Regions from separate parts of the Hordeum vulgare genome. Here region 1 is linked to region 2. Evidence: chromatin contacts called from public Hi-C data. All regions are on one chromosome and are shown on one strand. Each heading gives the region's core, a stretch centred on a gene start, on an enhancer-like site or on the middle of the called end of the contact. The rest is flanking DNA. Distances are from core to core; before and after follow the strand shown. Region 1 holds the start of LOC123398090 (BTB/POZ domain-containing protein NPY1). Region 2 holds the start of LOC123398061.

Region 1 (3,279 bases), core at 717-3,216, 570 kb before region 2:
TTCTTCTTTAGATTAACCGAAGGGAAAGTGAGGTCTGATCAATGATTAGAAAGATGGGGAGATGACCAATTGTTTTCTTCCTTCCTTCCTTCCTTGACAATAACTTAATCCCGGCCAACTTTAACCAAGTTGCCCAAGACGAACAGCAGGACGTAGTGGCATCTACCATATATTAATACCAGCGCTCAGCGCATTGCTCCTCCTAACACTCAGATCTATTCTGCACTGGCAAAGAGGGGAGAAAACAAGTCCACCACATGTTCAGATTTAAAAGACAAAAGAAAGTCAATCCATCATTCTTTTCGGTGAGCAAATGATGCAGAGCAATCTAGATGAAGGTGAAAGGCAGCCACGGCACTGACGGACACCGGGAAAAAGATGCAAGAACATTTCAAATAAATGAGACTCACCCAAGGATGGAATAAATGAGACTCGCCCAAGGATGGATGATCGACTGCCCGTCACTGTAAACTGAACCGTATAACAAGGACAAGAATGGGATGGACACGAACAGCTAATCCCGAGAGAAACAAGGAATGCCAGCTCGAGGGATCAGTTGGAAAAACTCCGTTCTACAACTACTAGTATCATACTGCTAGATCCAGTTGAGAGAAGGGTAGAGAGCCACGCACACACACATGTAGGAAGCATAAACAAAAGAAGGCTCGCGGAGGGGACAGGACAAAGCAGAAAATGGTAGGGATAGAAACAGCACGCACAGCCTAGCACTCTGCACTTCCCAAGAACCGATAGTCAACTCACGCAACGACTCGAAATGAAGCAGCCATGTTTTGGAGCAGAACTATTTTTATGGTGCATCAGAAATCGACACAGGGGGCTACTGGTACTAACCAAGATCCAAGCACAATGCCAGGCACAAAGCTCCACGTGAATAAGCCGAAAGGAGACGGAGAGATTGGTATGGTTACTGGACAAGTATGACATGTCGGAATAAGAACGTGGTGGTGCGAGAACAGCGGTTCCCGAATGACCGCCATTCTAGAAGCTCTGCTCTTCCAACGGGAGGAGTAAATGAGCTTGCAAGAACCTCGCCGGAAGGCGGAAGCACCAACAGAAGAAAGAAGACGATGGTTTCTTTCGGTGGCAAGAGTCTGACGGGGTAACGCGCCTAGCTTATGGAGTATAGAGCAACAAGGAAGGAGATAGACAAGAAGAGGTTCTGCAGTCCGCCATGAACCGGAGAAGCGGCGGCGCGACCAAGAAAGAAACGTAAGACAACCAACAGCGCATGGGAAGGGAAAACCCGCCCGCGGTTTGAGCGGGAAGGAAGCAACGACGGGGATGGACGGGAGGAGAAGAGAAGAAGGAAAGAGGGTCACTGACCTGACGTCGGCGCCGCCGGACTGGAAGGCGTCCGGCTTGGAGCCCAGCTTCATGAACTTCATCTTCTCCTTCCCTTCCTCCCTCCCTCTCCGGCCGCCTCTAGCTCCCTCCCTCCCTTGCCTTTTCCTCCCCGGAAGAAGAAGAGGAACTCACTGCCTGTCGCTCACTCAGGCGGCTGGGTGCTTTCTCCTTCTTCCCATGCACTTCCTTGCCACCCCGGGACGGCGCGAGAGAGAGAGAGCAGAGAAGCAGCGGGAAGCACTGCAGAGCACGGACGAAAAAAACCACCCAGCAGACTACAGAGCAGCACGCAGCGGCAGCAGGGGAAGAGAGAGAGAGAGAGGGGAGGCGCGGTTGGGTTGGTGCGGGGGAGGATTAAACGCAGCAGCAATTAAAGAAGGGGGATATGGAGGAGGCGGCAATGATGGTGATGCCGTGGCGTGTGAATCATGGTGCGCTATTATCAACGGAGCTCCTCCTCCTCCTCGGCCGCTCTGCTCTGCTCTCTGCGACTGCCAAAGCCGCCTCCCTGCTGCGTGCTCCGTCGCAATGTCAATGACTCAACGTGGTGCGGCTCTCCAGGACGTAGCAGCAGTATCTCTCTCCCTCCCTCTAGCCTTTTCCTTCGCTTGGACGCACTGGTGAAAATACGTTAAAAACTCGCTCCCAGGCCAGGCTGCTGCTGGCGCCGCACCATGGAAACCAACCAACCAACCAACCACACGGCTCGCCCTTTTTGCTGCGGCACAGGCGCGACGATACTTTTGGGGCTAGGAAAAGGGCGTAGTATTTTTCGCAGTTTGATCGCGAAAAGGATTAGCCGGGCTAATTATCCGTTTTAGTCTTTTGATGGCGCGGCAGAACTTTACAGGGAAACGGGTGGGGTGGGGTGGCGCGCTCCTGTCCGTCGTGTGTGTGTGTGTGGCTGTGTGGTGGGGAGTAGAAAAGGAAATATGCAAAACAAAGGAAAAGAGAGAATGGTGCAGCAAACAATCTAACCTGCGCGCAGCGTTTCACAGCGGCAGGAGCAGGAGCAGCGCGGCACAGGTCGCTTTCTGTGTGCGGCGCGCGCCAGCTTCCCAGACGGAACATGCCCAGTGACAACATTTACTGCAGTAGCGCTCAGGCCCGGTGGTAGGAGTATATCCGTTCCCTGTTGTATTAACAGATACTGTACTTCCTACTTAATAAAAGTTAGTGAAACCAATATCGTTCTGTCTTTTCTTGACCTTTTCAAGGGTGAAAAGCCCGACTTTTGCTTGAGCGAGGAGCACCGGGGGGGGGGGGGGGGGGGTCGGGCGCGTCGCCCGCGGGCGAAATAAACTTTTGAAAAAACGCACCGCAGGATCATCCGGCCGTATCAGAACAGCACTAGGTTAAATTTTATCATCAGAATCAACAAAAGGCGGGCAGCACGACGATCCGTCCGTCCGTCCATAGCCCTCGGTTTGTCACGCATTCCCACCGCGGAAGCGCGCCACGCTCGCCCGCCACCTTTCCGCCCCCTCGCCCTTTCCGATCCTGCCCTCGCCGTTCCGCCGGCCGCCCGGCGCGCACGCGGCGCTTTCTTTCTCTCTGCGCTCCGCCGCGCGCCCCGACGATACGTGTCCGCGCCCCGTCCGTCCTATGTGTCCTGCTCCGGCGCCCTCCGTTAGGCTCATTTGGTTAAGGAGGATTGGAGAGGTTTAGAGAGAAAAATTTCCGAAAGGGTCAGAAACCCTACAAATCCTCGAACGTCCATGTGTTTCAAAACCCTCCTGAAATAACTAGTAAAAGCAAAGCCCGGAAATCTAAGAGGATTGGATGAAAGAAAGGGATTCACCCAATCCCGTAAAATCCCTGCCTTTCAAAACCTTCCCAATCCCCCCAACCAAACAGGCCTTAAGAAAAAGGCTTGGAGGCGGCGGTCCAATGGGCGTGCGCGAACCGGACAGG
Region 2 (3,276 bases), core at 48-2,547:
TCTTCCCAGCACAATGCTTCTGCGCAGAGTTTGCTTCTACCTGGCACACCGGGCAACTCCATCTCACGGGTGGCTTCTTTCTTTTTCTGGGACTCATGGGTGGCTTCGGCTTCTTAACTGGTATGGTTATTCCTGTCAGTTCCCACTTCTCCGCAGGCGACGCTTTATTTGGAGGAACATTCTGTTTGATATGCAGTTAGATTAGACCATTAGTATGTAGTACTTCTGAAAACAAGGAAGGTAGAGTTTCTTCTGATTTTTCAATGCAGTTTGAATACACCATTAGCAAGTAGATTTATGAAAACATTTCGAGTAAACACAATGGACAAGCTGCTCACCTCACTGGGATCCTGCAGTTTCGGTTCATCAAATGCTGGGTTATGTTCACCCGAATTAACCCTGCATTTGCACGGGTTCCAGCATTTTTCCGCGCGATCTTCTGTGACGGGATTCCAAAATCTGGGCTCTGCACTCTTCCTTCCACAGTTGTTTGGTAGCTTCACATCATTTTCCTCACCCACGTCGGCGTAGTTTTCCCAGCCGAAGACGGGTCCTCTGTGCGGCGGCATGCTGTCCCGGGGCATCGGCGTGCTGTGGTGACCGGACACAGAGCGCAGGGCCATGGCGCACTCTATCTTGGCCAGCTCGGCCATGATGATCTCCTGGCGAAGGCGGTCCTTCTGGAGCTGCCACAGCAGGGCGTCCCTCATAACCAGCATTGCGTCTCCTGCACCAGCGATGGGACCAGATAAGTAGCAGAATCCTACTCCTATTGTTCTTGTTTTCTTGAACACGTTTTCTGCATCTGACTAGAGGAACCGTGAATCGGATAAAGTAGGATCGACAGGTTGCATTTGTTTTTGACGAGAGGACAGACAAGCTGGGCAGAATCTTCAATCTTGTGACCCCCGGGCAAATCAAACCACACCTAGTCTGTTACCACTTCTACAAGGCGCGGATCAAGTAGAACAGTCCCAGTACCATCGTTCGTCTGATGTCTAGAGGATTTCGCATACAGTCGCAGTCAGAGACGGGAGAAAAGGAGGGTAAAGTCCATCTCTGTTCAGTTGCTTCCTACGGAGTACTAACGCGGCAGAGGTGGCGGGCGGCACATACCGTGCGGCGGAGGGTCGGGGCAGCGGTGGTCGTCGGTGGCTGGGCCGCGGCGGGCGAACTCCATCGGGGTGGGTCCCTCCCGGGGAGCAGAGCAGCGACAGGAGCCAGAGGCGGGGGGACTGGTGGGGTGTTTCGGCGAGGAGAGCACGGGGAAGCGCGTGAGAAGGAGGGGCGTTGCAAAGGCAAAATGTGGGAGACAAAACTTTGAGTGGTCGCGTTTGGGCCCCGTATAGTATCGTACTCCGTATTTATTAGTCTTCATAATATAAGTTTTGTCCCAAGTTAAAGTATCTTTATTTTAATCAAACTTATAGAAAAAACTATAATACCAAATCAATAGTGTTAGATTCATTATGAAATGTAGTTTCGTAGTGTGTGTGCATATATATATATATATATATATATATATATATATATATTTCGTTTTGTACATGTTGATATTTCTTAATATAGGCTTGAACAAATTTTGTTGAATTTGACTTGATACAAATCTAATACGCAGAATAAGAATGACACTTCTTTTTTTTTCGGTTTATAAGACCCATCTTAAAATTATTTGTTTTTCTTGTTTCATTAGTCTCGTTTTGTCGGAGCGACGATCCTTGGGTAGTCCCAAGACGACGAGCTGGACGGGGCACGTGCCTAGGCCGGCTGCCTCGGCTCGCGCTTGTGCCCGGCTGTTCGAAATCAACTCTGGTGTCACATCTAACCTAACGCGAAAGAAAAGGCCATCCCTTTGTCACTATTGCTGATAATTTGTGTATTGTTCATCCGTCATACATCGTCATTCATAGTACCCTTTGTCCTGTGGGTGTCAACTGTTAAAAGACCCTGGAGGGCCTCTTGCCTCGAAGAGGCTCACGGACGCTTCATTTTCTTCCACGTAGTGTAACACCCCAAATTTTTTGACACAATTTTATTTATTGAATTTGGCCAGGATTATTCTGAAATTTTTTATTTCTGAGTTTTCTTCTGATTTCAGAGCTTTTCCTATTCTTACTTTTATGAAAAACTCTATCTATGAGCTAGAGCTTCTTAAAAAATTACTTGTGGCTTGGGTGTTGACTAAATATTTTTCTATTGCAGAGAAGGCTCTTTCTATAAATATTATCTTCCAATTCTATTTATTCAAAACTGTTTTTTTATTTCCTAAGGGTCCAGTTTTAAACTGCAACCACCTGTTAACTTCTTCTAAAAATTCCACAATAAATTTTACAATTACCTACTATACTTCTGGATCAATTTTATATAATTATATAGCCAAGTGTTTTGAAAAGTTTAAGTAAATTAATTGATTTTTCTTTCTGGTCCAATTGTAGATTTGTACTACAACCTATTATTAAAAGCCTCCAAAAATCCTATCAAAATTTGTAGTGGTCAAGGGATTCATATAAATGAGTTTCATGCAAAAATATATATTGGTATTTTGAAAAATTTGAGCACCACTTCTTGTTTTATGTTCTGGACCAGATTGGCATTTTGTACTGCATCCGCACTATTTTCTTTCCCAATGACCTTGAATTTTTTTATACTTATAGTACACCATATAAAACCCTTAAGTATCAAATTTCAGCCCCATTGGAGTTGTTTTGACCCCTGTTGCATTATCATCTTGTTTTTGTTCAGAAATGGACTTTTGCTATAATTGCATTATGAAGTTGTTTGGTTGCTAAATCTAACCATACCACATTTTTTTGCATCCAAGGAGACTCCTATATGGTAATTCTTGTGGCTAGCAAGTGCTCCTAGATGCCATTGGCATTTTGTCAAACACCTCGTGTCCCTCACCAGAATTGGCATGATGTTTTGTTTGTGTTAGAAAGCTGCTCCATGGACCAAACCAGCATGTCTAGTAGATCCCTAGTAAGGCCCTTAGTCATTCCGGAGAATTCCACCTCCAGCCTAAGACCCTAGATAGCCGTGGCATTTCATCGAGCATCTGGCAGGCATGCCAGAGCTCGCGCATTGCAGCCAGTAGGCCCGAGCCACCGCGTCCCAGTCCTGTCGCCCCCTTACTGCCCGAAGAGGCCTTAGCGCGTGTGCTATCTCGCACGAGCTCCCCGTGCGCTCCTGTTGCCCCTGTTGCCCCTACCGCCCCTCGATCCTCGCAACCGCGCGGGCGTCGTTTAGATGCAGTAGCCGTGCAGCGATGCAGCGCCG

Evidence for each region. Hi-C and Micro-C count contacts between places; a contact is called where the count stands out from the background.
Region 1: a contact with region 2 is called in a Hi-C map of leaf, with 4 times the contacts expected there. The contact joins the promoter of LOC123398090 here to the promoter of LOC123398061 in region 2. A contact is called at or near these places in 2 of 6 Hi-C or Micro-C datasets (leaf and seedling).

Annotation. Positions count from the first base shown.
Region 1 is chr5H:443,934,945-443,938,223 of MorexV3_pseudomolecules_assembly, reverse strand. LOC123398090 (BTB/POZ domain-containing protein NPY1) reads right to left here and starts at 1,966. Exons shown (of 4, transcript XM_045092596.1): 1 at 1,345-1,966. The coding sequence starts at 1,406.
Region 2 is chr5H:443,364,059-443,367,334 of MorexV3_pseudomolecules_assembly, reverse strand. It overlaps LOC123398061, which reads right to left and starts at 1,297. Exons shown (of 3, transcript XM_045092572.1): 1 at 1,117-1,297; 2 at 339-727; 3 at 1-181. The coding sequence starts at 1,180.